2 separate regions of the Mus musculus genome follow, and region 1 is linked to region 2. Evidence: chromatin contacts called from public HiChIP or PLAC-seq data. All regions are on one chromosome and are shown on one strand. The core of a region is the stretch at or near the end of the contact, and the rest is flanking DNA. Distances in the headings are between cores, read along the strand shown.

Region 1 (6,899 bases), core at 1,270-3,769, 35 kb after region 2:
TCCAAAGTGTGTTTCTAAAAAGGAGAAAGAGATGCAGGGCGCAAGAGAAAGAACTAGGGCGATAGGAAGCAGTGGCGTTTGTGTGGAACTTTTTTCCATCGTAGACATTTCTATTTTATTTACGGCAAAGCACGGGCTCATTTAAATGAAAGACCCTAGGAATTGGAGCTGGGTAAGGTATAAGTCTCTCCTTTTAGTCAATCAAGACTGGTCGCCAAGGGGCTTGCCTTGGCCCTGAGCAGAAGAGTGGGTCTGGCCACCTTGTACCAGGACCAGGGCTGGTGAAATTCATCCCCAAAGCCAGCCAGTGACATTCCTGCTTTCGTTCTTTGTCGGTGTTATGACAACCACAGACAATATGGATCTCATGGATATTCAGAGTAACTGGGGATCTGGTCCCAGGCTCGCCCCATCTACTCCTCCATCTAATTCAAATTAACTTCAGCACCCATATGCAGGCCTCAAACCCATGTTCTGCGGGTATTATTGGATCACTAGAGTTTTCCTTATAGCACATGCTATGTGATAGTATTAAGAAAAGGCACGTGCCTAAGAAATGGGTTCTATTGCAAAGTGACCGGGACCTTGGGTGGATTCTTATCAATGCCTTTGTGCCTCAGTTTACCCATAGCAGCAGCTGTCCAGTGCTGTTTATAGAGCTTATCCCATGTCTTTCTCTGTGCATTTAGAAATCCCACAGACTTACCAAGCATTTGGCACCAGCATTATGTTGATCAACAATGCAATCTTCAAGTAATGAGCGCCTTATTCTCATTAGCTGCACATCTGAGTCGGGGGCGCTTGCATCCTCTGGGTCTCAGAGGAGGACCATTCTCCCGGCTACAGAGCAGCACACGCTGGTTTTTCCTCCTGAAGCCGGAGAGGACCACATAATAAAATGTTTCCTGATAGTTTCCCCAGGATTTACCACATCTTGTTAACAGACAAGGAGGAATGAGTTGATCATTTGGTGGATTTAAACTGTACGAATGGCAAGGGGATCTTTACGCCAGAAATCATCTATTTTGAGCTGTAGCCCAGCCCCAAGACCACTGACTATAAGCAATACCAGACATTGGCCAGACACTGCCAGAGCTCTTCCTATGCTCAGTGTGTTCAGGTTATACATATTCAGGTTCCCACCCTCCAAAGCACACACACACTCATACACACCCACACACACATGCACGCACATGCATTCACACACACATACATGCATGCACATATATATACGCACACATTTACACTTATTCACACACTTATACGCACATGCAGGCACACACACTCACACACACATGCATGCTTACAAATAAACATGCACACACACCCATCTGTGTTGCATGCTCACACTCATGTTTCAAGTTCCTTCCAGTCTGTCTATGGACGGCTGGATTTAGAAATTTCTGCTTGTGTGTATGCGTGACTGCTCCAGACGATCTTGGGTGCCAGTCCTCACCATTCACTTTAACACTGTACCCCTCTTCTGCCGTCTGCAGGCTAACTGGCCCACAGGCTTCTAGATAGTATGTTACCATCTCACAATAGGGTCTAGCCTAAGGCTAAAGACAAGCTACTGTGCACAGGACGTATCTGAGCTCTAGGGATTCAAAGCCTGGTCCCCATGCTTGTGTGGCAGGACTTTGTCCACTGAGCCATTTATCCAGATCCCAGAAGTTCTGTTGTGCATAACCATTTCCCAAATAAGTTGCTCGAGAAAGCTAAAGCCCAGTCACACAAAGAAAGTTACAAGTGTTCTTTCCAGATCTGTTGACGAACATTAAGAAGATCTGTAGGATGCTGCTGTCTGGCACTCCTAACTTATTCTCTCCCCAGAAGGACTGAAAGAAGTCACTGGAATCCAAATCTTGTTCCAGTCTACGGCTACGGGGCCATAATGATGATGTTGCCCGACTTATCTTCAAAAAGGTGACACTGAACCTACACACCCTCACATAGAACTCAGAAAGAACAGCTGTCCGACCAGTGCCAACGTCTCTTAGAGGACCGTGAGAGGCCAACGAAGGCCTGAGCAGATGGGAGCCGAGATGGCCTGCCGGCAATGGCCGCGAGAGTCCCGCCACCTGGCACTCTTCCTGCCGTCTGGAGGTGCTGTGTGTGGCAGGCGATCCTATGATCCCCACTCGCGGCAACAGGCCTTCTCCTCATCTCTGATTCTCTGACAGCCCGGGCAGATCTCTTGCTTTTGGCTTTTTAAAATCCAGGACACATTTTCTCTCAAAGTCACCAACTTCCAGCTGCCAGGGAGCTGGCCTTCCCCTCTGTTGCCCCACCACCACCATTATGTCTTCGAATCCAGAGAAACAGAAGGCCTTCCTCCGTGTGGGCAAGCCCGCAAGAGTTCGGAGTCTGCATTTGGGCCTTGGGACAGAGGGGAGGATTCACAAGAGCTGGCCAGAAGCCACGCCACTATCCCGGCCCTTGTGGCACCACACGGAGCTGTGCGGCTCCTAGGGACAAAGAGGGGTGTTTTCAGCAGCCCGACGTTCTGCTGACAAATGCATAATAAACTGACAGAAAGCAACCAAGCAGCATTTCAAAGCCCCCAGTTACAGGGGAGGCCAAGCCTGAGTGGGGATGGTCACTTTCTGCAGGTGTCAGGCCAGTGTCCCTGCATTTGCATGTATTTGCATAGACTGTCAAACAGTTGGCTGCCGGAGAGTCTGAGGAGGTCTGGACACAGCCCAAACCTGTCAGTGCCTTTCTCCTTGCCAGTCAAGGTTGGCTTTCGCTGCAATTAAAACAGGAAATGAATACTTCTGACATTGCAATAGACCCAGCCACAGCTGGGCCAAGTTAAATGGGAAGTGTGCTCTGCTTAGAAAGGGAAGGTGTGTGCTCAAACAAAAGAAGAAGAAGAAGAAGAAGAAGAAGAAGAAGAAGAAGAAGAAGAAGAAGGAGGAGGAGGAGGAGGAGGAGGAGGAGGAGGAGGAGGAGGAGGAGGAGGAGGAGGAGGAGGAAGAGAAGGAGGAGGAGGAGGAGGAGGAGGAGGAGGAGGAGGAGGAGGAGGAGGAAAAGAAGAAGGAAAAGAAGAAGGAAAAGGAAAAGAAATGACTGGTAGTGGTTTAAATGCAGAGGGCAACACCAAACATGGGTTTCCAAGAAAAACTAACATTTCACAATTCTCCCAAGCCTCTCTATTATAGTGAGAGGTGTGTGGGCAGCTCACCCCCTGACGGGTACTGAGTTGCCAAGCAAGAAGACCACTCCAGACACTTCACCTCCTATATCCAAAGTGTTGGGAAGAAGCCACTCCTGCAAGTGACACACAACACCCTATAAAGCTCCTCTGTGCTGCTCGGGATTGACAAATAGGTGGCCTGGTTCAGAGGGGGTGAGAAAATTGAGGAGGCTGTTGTTCCCCCACTGCATGGGCACACGGATTACAGATCATATTAGCATATGGATTGCGGTGGGAAAGAAACAAAAATCAGGGCCTCCACTACTGTAAGCATGAATGGCCTCTCAGGATGGAAGGGGGGCGGGGAGAGAAGAAAGCCGGTCAGAGGCAGCAGTTGCTTTTAAGAATATGTAAGATTTCTAGTTTCTGAGGTGCTGTGTTATAGCAGCTTTAAGCAAGACCTAACAATTTGTTAAATACTTCATCTCCAAACAGTGGTGGGTACTACAGTTTCATGAGCAGCAGATAATAGATTCTGTTTATTCGCCAACAATACCGACACTGTTTCGCCCCGGACTGCAAGTGGCTGAGCCATCTGGCTCCTATCTCCACAGTAAAACATTGTCCGTGACACAAAAAATGACTACATCCCCAGGACAAACTAGTGTGACCTCTAAATAAAGCCTTCCTCTGAAGCTATGATATCACACTGCACAGGGGACACCAGCACAATTGAATCTGGTCACCAAAAGCCCAAGTGAGATAGGACTATGTAAATGGGATTTTATAGGAGACGTTTTGTCCTCTGTGCAAACCATCGAGATCCGTCCACAGCACTGAAACATCTTTTTCATTCACCCTGAGGACAACAGTGTGCTTCTTTCTGGGGGGTTGGCAGTCCTCTTTCTCCGGCCCCAGGCCGAGGAAGCACACATCCGTGTCCCAGAGGTGGCACCTGCAGTCGGTCTCTGCTTCCAACAACATGTCACTGACGGCCCCACCTGCAGCAGCCTTTTAGCCGATATTTCACGAACAAGCGAGCCTTTCTCTTGCCTGCCAGGGAGAAGGCCCAAGCTTGCCAGCTTCTTCACAAATAGCTGAACAAGTCACCAGCAGCCTTGTACCACCTGAATGCTCGCTTCATGAGGCAGGCAAACACACACACACACACACACACACACACACACACACACACTGCAGAGAAGGGCTGTTTCAATGAAAGAAGTGTCATTCTCCAGAAATGACCCAAATCCAGTTTCTGCCACCAATGCACTTGTGTCGATGTGATGGGGAGTTTTTATTATAGAAATGGAAAAGGTCAAATGGACCCAAAAGCTGGCCCAGCTTATGTGCCTAGTTCTGACTCCTGTTTATATTGTTTTGAGTTTTATGCATAGGCTTAAAACAACGTATACGAGGACTGTCTCATCAAATAACATCTCTAAATACTTTCCTCATGCAAAATGGGCCAGTTTATAGCCAGAGCCATCTAAGGTGACAACAGGAACAAAAACAACTTTTTTCTTTCTTTCTTTCTTTCTTTCTTCTTCTTCTTCTTCTTCTTCTTCTTCTTCTTCTTCTTCTTCTTCTTCTTCTTCTTCTTCTTCTTCTTCCTCTTCTTCTTCTCCTCCTCCTCCTCCTTCCCCTCCTTCTTCTTTTCCTCCTCCTCCTTCTCTTCCTCTTTCCTTTTCTTCTTTTTCTTCTTCCTCTTCCTCCTCCTCCTCCTCTTCCTTCTCCCTTCTCTTCCTTCTCCTCTCCATTCACTTGTTCAGAGTGTGTGTGTGTGTGTGTGTGTGTGCGCGCGCGCGCGCGCGCGCGTGTGTGCATATACAAGCACGTGTGTACAGATGCACAAGCTCCTGTGTGCCTACAACATGCATGAGGCTACGTGAGGTCAGAGGTCAGCTTGCAGGGTGTGGTTCTTTTCTCTCACCATGTGGGCTCTGGGGGTCACTCTCAGGTTGTCAGGCTTGGCAGCCAGGGCTTTTACCCACTGCACCATCCTGCTGTTCCAAAGGCTGAACGATTACGTGAGAATTTGCTAGCTGGGAAAATCACTTCATAGCTATTCTCAGCATTTAAAAGGGCTAGCACCTATTTTATTTCACACATTTAGAAAATGAGAAGACAAATTCTCAGCAAATGCCTGGCCAAATAGTAAGAGTTTAAGAAACGGTCACTAACAATAATTGTTGACTTTTAACATTCTAATAGAAAAATAACCTAATGAGGACTCATCATGCATCTAAATGCACACTGACCCTTCAGAAGAGTAGATGTATTCACACTGTTAAAATTTGGCAAATTGTTTGGTTAGATTAGAAATTTGGCTTATGTCCAGCTATATTTCTATTGTAGGACTTTATATAGCATGAAGCTGAATTTGACTACATTTTCTATAGATTTATTCTTATGACTGCTGGGTTTTTTTGTTTTTTTAAGATATGCCATGCACACAGTTGCCACCTTAGGTATACATCCATGTGTACAGTTTGACTCTTAAGAGTGGGCGTTGCCTTTAGTGACACCCAGCCTCAGGGTCCTTACAGCAGGCATTTTCCAAGCCCCTCCTGCCCTCAGGACAGGCTGCTCTCTAGAAAGAATGCTTTGGGTTTGGGGATTTTGTTGTTTCTGTCTTTCTGGGTTTGTTTTTGAGAGCTGAAATTTGAAAATGGGTTTCCCCCCAACATGTGATCTGATTGTGAGATCACAAACAGACCTAAGACATGAGGAAGGATTCTTTGTAGAAAAAAAAAATGGGTGCAGATGCCATGTTTACACAATTGTAACTGAGTTCTGGCCCTTTTCTTCTCCAACTTTCTAGCAGGTATATAAATAATTTGTCACAGCCTAGTGGCTTTGGCTCCCACCAAAACACTCCTGTTGACATTTTTGGTAGAAATTTAAAAGTGTACCTAGAATATTAAAGCTAATAGAAATGTCCATGTGGTACTGTAGAAAACCTTCTGCCTTTTCTTTGTATATGAAGTACTCACCATGAATGGACAAATCCTACTTCATCTTTGTAGGTAGGCTTGGGTGGTGTTTGGCAACTGTCTTGATACTTAAATTGGAAACAGTTGCACACATCACACGTTTATGAATTCTGATTGATACGGGTGGGAAACTTTTCTCCAGATAGCTGTCATCAGGCAAAATACTCCTGACCCCGAATCTTGGGACCCACAGGGAGTGCAGCCAAAGGGTAGACATGGATGGAATTATATTTAGAAAGACATCTGGGCTAGGAAGGCATAGTTAACCCTTCTCCCACTTTGCTGGTGGCAGTGTGAATTGTAACAGTCTGTCCTGACAGTAAGCTGGTAGTTTCTACCAACATGAATAACATTTACACCCAGTGGCCGGGAAGCTCCCCTCCTGAGCCTCTCTCCTAAGGAGCTCATCCTTCAAGTGTGCAAAGAAGGGAGGAACATGGGAAGGTATCACAGCACTCTTTACAGGAGAGAGACCAGGATACCCTAAATGCCCACCTGTAAGGGATGCTAACAGCCCGTGACCCTGAAGTTGTACCTCTGGGACTGAATCCTACTCAGCTAGCCCTTCAAGAACACGATTACAAGGGACTGGAGAGACAGCTCGGAAGTTAAAAGTGCTGCTTGCTCTTCCAAAAGACCCAGGCCCCATTGCCAGTACCCGCATGCTGGCTGGCCCATGCTCTGGGGGACCTGAAATCCTCTTCTAGCTGCCAGTGACTAGAACACACAAACACATAAAATAAAATAATATATTTTTAAAATGG
Region 2 (7,467 bases), core at 4,430-6,929:
CCAACCAATGAAAACCAGGTTCAGTGAGAGACCATCTCAAAAACTAAGGTAGAGAGTGACAGAGGAATGCCACTAACCTTTAGCCTCAACGTGAGCACACACATGCATATACATGCACACCCTCAAAATAAGATAAACTCTATAATCTTCATAAAATATACCTATATTTGATAACCTTTAGTGTCATTACTACAAAAGAGAATACCGTGTTTCTGCCTGTGCCCTGCACAATGGAGGTAACTATATAGATTTCAGAACATCATGGCCAGGCACCAGTTAACTGCACCGACTTTTGAAAATGGACTCCATTCATGGTCTTTGACATTGTTCCAGCTGGAACCTTTATTCAAATAGAGTTATTTCTAAGAGGGATTTAAACTCTGATGGGGTGGTTCACAGAGTGTTTCTCTCCAGCCAGGAAAAAATAGCAAAGAGTATCTTTATTTTTCTCTCTTTCTTATTACTCTCCTCTCCCTCAAATGAGAAATCCAGCATGAGGCTGTTCTCTGTGGCACCTACCTACCTCTTGTATTCCAGGCAGGTTAAGTCTGGAGGCACCAGGGACCACTTCTCATACTGACAGTGTGAACTGCAACTTTTCAGAGCAGGTTTTCCTTCTTCATGCTCTGGAAAGCAAACTCCATCATTCCACCACAGTCCTAACTCTGGCCAGTTTAAATAGCACATTTTAAGCACAGACAACTTCTGAACACTTAGCTGGCTGCTCGTGAGAGGAACACATCTTACAGGAAAACAGAAGGCTTCAAGTGTCAGTGTCACAGCCTGTCCTTGTGCTTAAAACTACAGTGCCCACATCGCCCATCACCTGCCATTTCAAAGGTTCCACCCTCTTAGCCCAATGCCAAGGTAGGCAGAACAGCATAAATTTCTATGTAAGGAAAGGAAAGTCTGAGATTCACATTTCTATGTCTGAAAGCCATCATGAATGTGAGCACATGGACACACACAGGTTCCACCCTCTTAGCCCAATGCCAAGGTAGGCAGAACAGCATAAATTTCTATGTAAGGAAAAGAAAGTCTGAGATTCACATTTCTATGTCTGAAAGCCATCATGAATGTGAGCACATGGACACACACAGAGAGAAAGAGAGAGAGACACAGAGAGAGAGAGAGAGAGAGAGAGAGAGAGAGAGAGACAGAGACAGAGACAGAGAGACAAAGAGAGACAGAGACAGAGACAGAGAAATAGAGGAGAGACAGAGACACAGAGAGACACAGAGAGACAGACAGAGAGATACACACAATACACATACAGAAAGAGAGAGACAGATACACACACAGAGAGAGAGAGACAGGGAGACACAGAGACAGATACATACAGTACACATAAAGAGAGAGAGAGAGAGACAGATACACACAGAGAGAAAGACAGAGAGACACACACAGAGAGAGAGACAGAGACAGAGAGACAAAGAGAGACAGAGACAGAGAAATAGAGGAGAGACAGAGACACAGAGAGACACAGAGAGACAGACAGAGAGATACACACAATACACATACAGAAAGAGAGAGACAGATACACAGAGAGAGAGAGAGAGAGAGAGACAGGGAGACACAGAGACAGATACACACAGTACACATAAAGAGAGAGAGAGACAGATACACACACAGAGAAAGACAGAGAGACAAAGAGAGACAGAGACAGAGAGAAATAGAGAGAGGAGAGACAGAGAGACAGAGATACACAGAGAGACAGAGAATCACACAATATACATATGAGAGAGACAGATACACAGACACACAGAGAAAGAGAGAGACAGAGAGACAGACACAGAAAGAGACATAGAGGAGAGACAGAGAGACAGAGATAGACAGAGACAGAGATACACACAGTACACATACAGAGAGAGACAGATACACACACACACACAGAGAGAGAGAGAGAGAGAGGGAGAGAGAGAGAGAGAGAGCCCATTTGGGTGAAGACAAGAGCGTTGTTAGGGCTGGTGCAACTTGTTCTCCAAGCATGTCCTGAATGTGGGAGGCCACAGCAGCTGCCTCCCCTGAGACAGACTGCATGGGTCCCTGCCAGCGGCCACAGTGCCTCACTGGCCTCTGCCAGCTGTCATGCTTTGCATGCTGTTGGAGCTCTGGGCCCGGCACAAGGGGCCATCCAAGTCACCAGCTCCAAAGAATGCCAAATCCTGTGCCCATGTTGGGACCGTACGGCCACCCGGAACTCTCTTCTGGGGCCCTCCACTGGAATACCTAAATGCAGGCTGACTACCATTATCCTCCATGGGGGTGTGTGTGGGGGTGCTTGCTTCTCCTCCAAGAAGGGGCTGATGAAGTGAAGCCAAGGTTTAAAACACCCCTCCGGAATATCCACAATAAAAGTGTCTCCTGGAGGCAAGATTCTTGTTGCCCCTGCCTGTGGTTGGGAAACCTAGGGGGAACACTCTGGGTCATTGGGACTCAAGACTGGGTTCTGCCTCCCTATTTGACTGCCTAGGGCCCTGACTAGGGAGTGGGCAGAGAAGAAAGCCAGAGAGAGATCACCAAAGCTTGCCTGATCTAGTGCTTTGGACTATGAGGTCCAGAGGGAACCGGCTGGGCAGGGGCTGCCAAGGTGGCGTGGGATTTCTGGGGGTGGTGTCCCCATTCTTAATGAGCCTAGCTGGAACCCATAACCTTGTCAGTACTGGTTAGACTTCTGCTGGGCAATTCGTCCTTTATCCCTTCAGCTCTCTCCTGGAAGCTTGGCCAGGAAGAGGGGTTCTGAGAAGCCATTTACTGATAGAGAAGCTTTGCTTTTCTGTCTGAAGGCATTCAGTAGTCTAGTGCCCCCTGAGAATCTCAGTTTTATCATGTTTAATGGGGATCAAAAATGCCCAGCTACCAGGGTCCTGGGAGAGTCAAATGCAAGTACATGAAAACATTTCAAACAGAAAGCTCCACCTGAGGGTGACATGGTTAGTGAAGTGTTGAATTCTCTATTTCTTCAGTGTCACTTTGCTTCCCGTCTGGTACGATTTTGTTTTTCAACCCAGCTTTTTCTTCCAGCCACCCCCTCTCTTCCCAAGTGGGCTCCTATTGCCAGAGTCCTCTCTGAGTGAGCACCTTCGGGCGTTTGCATATTTCAGTGAGGAGCTTGTTGTTATTGTGAGCTAGCAGTGATTTCAAACCCACCTTCGCATCTCTTAGACACACAGGAGACACCAAAGCATGATACTGCTCTTCAGACGGATGTAGAGACAAACAGGTGCTCTGGAAACCATCCTGCCTGGACAAGATAATTTCTACACATAAGACAATCCAGGCTGGAGCAATACTGCCAGTGTTTGGTCAAGTATGTTGACAGAGGAGAGCTGGGGAGTATCCCAGGCAAAGAGGAAAGCTGTGTTGAGTCTGCACCAACGCAGGATGTTACAAGTTCACTTGGAGGTTGGAGGACCGATGTTGGTGAAAGAACATGGCCGTCTTGAAGTCAGCAAGTGTGTTCATAGCAAACGGCAGTTCTTACGGCAGGCACTCCTTCTTGTCTTCCATAAAAAGTATCCAGGGCGAAGTGCATCTTCTGCTAGGAGCTAGATCTGACCTTTCTGCCGTGGGAGGAGGACCCACATCTGCTGTTCTGCAGGTAACAACAATCACTGTTGTGCACCTGAAGCAACGAGTGTACAACTGGAGATGCATTTTATTCTGACCCTCATTTTATTATCTAATTCACAGTGACATAACGGCCTGATGCCACTTATTGGTCAGTGGGTTTTTAGATACCGTACAACTCTTCCTGAGGGACAGTTCAGGACTCTGACAAGCTGCAGGTGTATGCCCCACTTGTGTGCAGGGATGCCAGCTTCCACAAGGAATCCCATTGTGCTCGAGAAATATTTGGTACCCCCCTCAACAGGTAGGAATGTCGGGTGTTATGTTCTTTCTGATCAGAGGCCAGAGTGGGGTTTGCTTAAGGAAGAGTCAAGTCACTGATAAAAACAGCTCACATCCCTTTGGGGAAGGATGAGATGTTTTGTAACCCCAAAGACTCCTTCATCCTTGTAGACCTGTGGATCAGAGAGCTGGGGTGAAAGTAACGGAAAGTAACCATCCTACGCCCTGGTCAGGTAGACACACACATAGGAGCATTGTCCTAATAGCCCTGAGGTTGAAGCCACCCTCTGTGAGCTCAGATAAAGGCGGTGGTTACAGGAAATGTAAGACGTCCCTGGGAAGTGTAGTGAGCTATTTGGCTTTTTCAGCAGGAAGAATTCAGGCTGGGACTGCGTGGCTCTGTGGGTAGGGTGCTTGCCCTGTGTGCACAAAACCCTGGCTTCAGATCCACACCAGTGCATAAACTGGGCACGGTGAGTGAGTGCTTGTATTCCCAGGATCCGGGAGGCAGAGACAAGGAGGATCTTAAGTTTAAAGTTATCTTTTAATAAACACGGAGTGGGGCCCGACCTTGGATACAGGAGGAGAAGAATCGAGATGCGCGCTATATCTGACATGGATGAAGCCTGAACACATGCTAAGTCACCAAAATGAACAATGAGCCACTAAAAGACAAATACGACTGTGTATATGGGAGACAAATACGACTGACTGCCTATATGGGATTCCCAGAGAAAACAAAGTCACGCAGACACACCCCACCCGGGGTGATATTTACCAAGGTGGAGAAGTGGTTGTTTGTCAACTGGATATACCTGAAAAGAGGGAACCTCAAATGAGAACACTGACGTCACCAGATCAGCCTGGTGGACTCCTCGCTGATGCATTTTCTTTATTAATAATTGATGTGGGAGGGCCCAGCGCACTGCGAGCTGGCACCATTCCCAGCAGGTGGGCCTGTGCTCTATAAGAAAGGTAACCCGATCCTGCGATCCTGCGCCTGCAGAAGGAAGCAGGTTAGAGCTCCCCTCAGTTGGCTACTCTTGGTTCTTGCCTCTGTGCCTGCTAACTTCCTGAGTTCCTGAGCTAACTTTCCACAGTGAGGAGCTGTGATTGGCAGGTGTCAGCCAAGGGAACTCCCCCCCCTCAGTTTCTTTTGGTTCCAGTGCTTATCACAGCAGTGAGAACTAAGACAAGCAGAGGGGGTTTTCTCTTTAATGCTTACCAAGAGTTAGAGTTGCTGTTTTGATGGTTTAAGGGTTTAAGTTTTGCAAAAAGCAAACAAGTCCTGGCCATCTGTTGCAAAATCGTGTCAACAGTCAGGCGTTTTAACGACTGAACTGCGCACTCTGGGATGGTTACGTTTCATGTTATGAATATTAGACTGCATTTTTATAACAGCCAACCTCTCACTTTGGAGCCCAGATTGGCCTCCTCTCCTTCCTGCTTCAGTAGTTCCCAGCGATGGGATTACTGGCTGATCACATTTTACAAGGACAAATGTAACTATAAAAAGGGATGGCAATAGAGCTCGAGAGATAAAGGGAGGCAAAAGCCATTTTAGCCTGACCAGCTGAACTAGAATTCGGAAGGAACAATGTTTTGCCCTAAAGCTCCCTCCCTTGCCCTCCCAGGGCGGGCGCTGTGGCACCCGCGCAGGCGCCCCACGATAACCCTCTCTGGCAACTCTGGCTGTACCTCTGCTCAGGCGACCAATGAACACTCGCCTGTGGCCAAGCTCACGCCTCCATTGGCTGCACCCCGCCAACCGCGGTCCTCGCAGGTTCCCAAGCCGGGTTTAAAGGTGTCAGGCGCGCACGGCCCCTCACTGTCATCCGCCGGCACGCAGGTCCGCGGGGAGGGCGATCTGCCGACCGGCCCACCCCTGGGCGTTAGTGAAGGGCGCCCCGGGTCGCCCCACAGCCCCCGCCCCAGATGTACTATGCGATTTCCCAGGCGCGTGTGAACGCGGCTCCCGCGACCATGTTGCGGCCACAGCGGCCTGGAGACGTGCAGCTCGGGGCCTCGCTGTATGAGCTGGTGGGTTACAGGCAGCCACCTATCTCCTCATCCTCATCCTCATCCTCTTCCACCGCATCCCTTCTCCCCAAGCCTGCGCGCGAGAAGGCCGAAGCTCCGCTCGCTGAACCTCGGGGACCTGCGCCAGAGTCCGGGGGCGCCCGGGCCGACGCCAAAGAGGAACAGCAGCAGCAGCAGCTGCGGCGCAAGATCAACAGCCGCGAGCGGAAGCGCATGCAGGACCTGAACTTGGCCATGGACGCGCTGCGCGAAGTTATCCTACCCTACTCGGCAGCGCACTGCCAGGGCGCGCCGGGCCGCAAGCTCTCCAAGATTGCCACGCTGCTGCTCGCCCGCAACTACATCCTGCTGCTGGGTAGCTCGCTGCAGGAGCTGCGCCGCGCGCTCGGCGACGGTGCGGGACCCGCCGCCCCGCGCCTGCTCCTCGCTGGCCTGCCTCTTCTGGCTGCCGCGCCGGGCTCTGTGCTGCTGGCACCCGGTGCCGTGGGACCCCCCGAAACGCTGCGCCCCACCAAGTACCTGTCTCTAGCGCTCGACGAGCCACCGTGCGGCCAGTTCTCTCTCCCAGCTGGTGGCGCGGGTAGCCCTGGCCTCTGCTCCTGTGCGGTGTGCAAGTTCCCGCATCTGGTCCCCGCCGGCCTGGGCTTGGCAGCGGTGCAGGCCCAGTTCTCCAAGTGAGGGCTGGCTGGGCCCGGGGCGGAGCGCGACCTCAGCCAATCTTCCCGCGCCCCCGCGTCCTGGATCTAGGCAGAGCTGGCCCCAGAAAGGAGGACATTTCCAGACTTCTCTCCCAGACGACAGACTGTAGGGCGCCTTCTTCCCCGCCCCCACTCCCTGGCAATTAAAATAACCCAAGCGGGTGTTCCAAGGAGCGATGTAGTTGCTTGGGATTCTAGATGAATCCCACCTGTTTAGAGCCAGAAGTCTTCGCATCCCCACCACAACTCACCCACTGGCAGGGGTGACAACCCCCACCACCGCGGGCTATTCTCGTATCCGTGAGCATCGCGGAGTCGGGGAGGACGGTAGCCGGCCGGTGCGGTATAAGGGGGTTGCCCTGGGTGCAGCGAAAGGCTGCCCCCAGCTTGGTTTCCTGGCATGCTTCCGCTCCCTGGCCTAAGAGCTGCTCCCCAACAGTGTCTACCCAGAGGGGCGTCCTTTCCTTGTCCAGGGCCTGAGCGCACAGGCTCCCTTGCTCTCTCCAGCCAAACCATGCGGATCTAGGAGGTCTAGAAAGCCCAGGCCACCGGTACAAACATCAAGGGTGTTACGGATGGGCCGCTCTGGAAAGCCCAGGGTTTCCGAGCTGGATGTTACGCGGGTGCGCTCGGTTACCGCGCTCGGTGGTTGGGGATGCGAAGTGGAGAGGTTCCTCTCCACTCCCAGTTCTGTTTTTCAGGCTCGCCCAGGTGTTTTGTTGCAGTTTATGCTCCTTAAAACCTAAAACCCTTACTTAGTCTCCACTTCCCTAAAGGTAGCTTAACCAACGTTTGAGCTTGCTTGAAAACAAAATTCCAACCACGTTCCATGCCATCGGTGTTCGGACTTACTAAAATAGGTAGCAAGGCACGTCGT

The links. HiChIP or PLAC-seq counts read pairs in DNA pulled down with a chosen protein or histone mark.
Region 1: an H3K27ac HiChIP or PLAC-seq map of neural progenitor cells shows a contact between it and region 2, with 6 times the contacts expected there. The contact joins the enhancer-like site here to the promoter of Olig1 in region 2. A contact is called at or near these places in 5 of 39 promoter capture datasets (embryonic stem cells, frontonasal cranial neural crest, hematopoietic stem and progenitor cells and 2 more), 20 of 484 Hi-C or Micro-C datasets (astrocytes, brain, cerebral cortex and 12 more), 13 of 115 datasets of contacts at active chromatin or transcription factors (astrocytes, embryonic stem cells, forebrain and 5 more) and 3 of 9 other capture datasets (adipose tissue, embryonic stem cells and pancreatic islet).

What each region holds. Positions count from the first base shown.
Region 1 is chr16:91,301,867-91,308,765 of GRCm38.p6, forward strand. No RefSeq gene overlaps it. Among named protein-coding and RNA genes, the nearest start is that of Olig1, 36 kb to the left of the region's middle. Within about 2 kb of position 2,520, at least 43 of the 459 cell types and tissues checked have an H3K27ac peak or open chromatin away from gene starts, as enhancers often do. A contact at or near this core is called in brain, cerebral cortex, cortical glia and 8 more, where this site is marked.
Region 2 is chr16:91,264,090-91,271,556 of GRCm38.p6, forward strand. Olig1 (oligodendrocyte transcription factor 1) reads left to right here and starts at 5,680. Exons shown (of 1, transcript NM_016968.4): 1 at 5,680-7,467. The coding sequence starts at 5,788. The coding sequence ends at 6,570.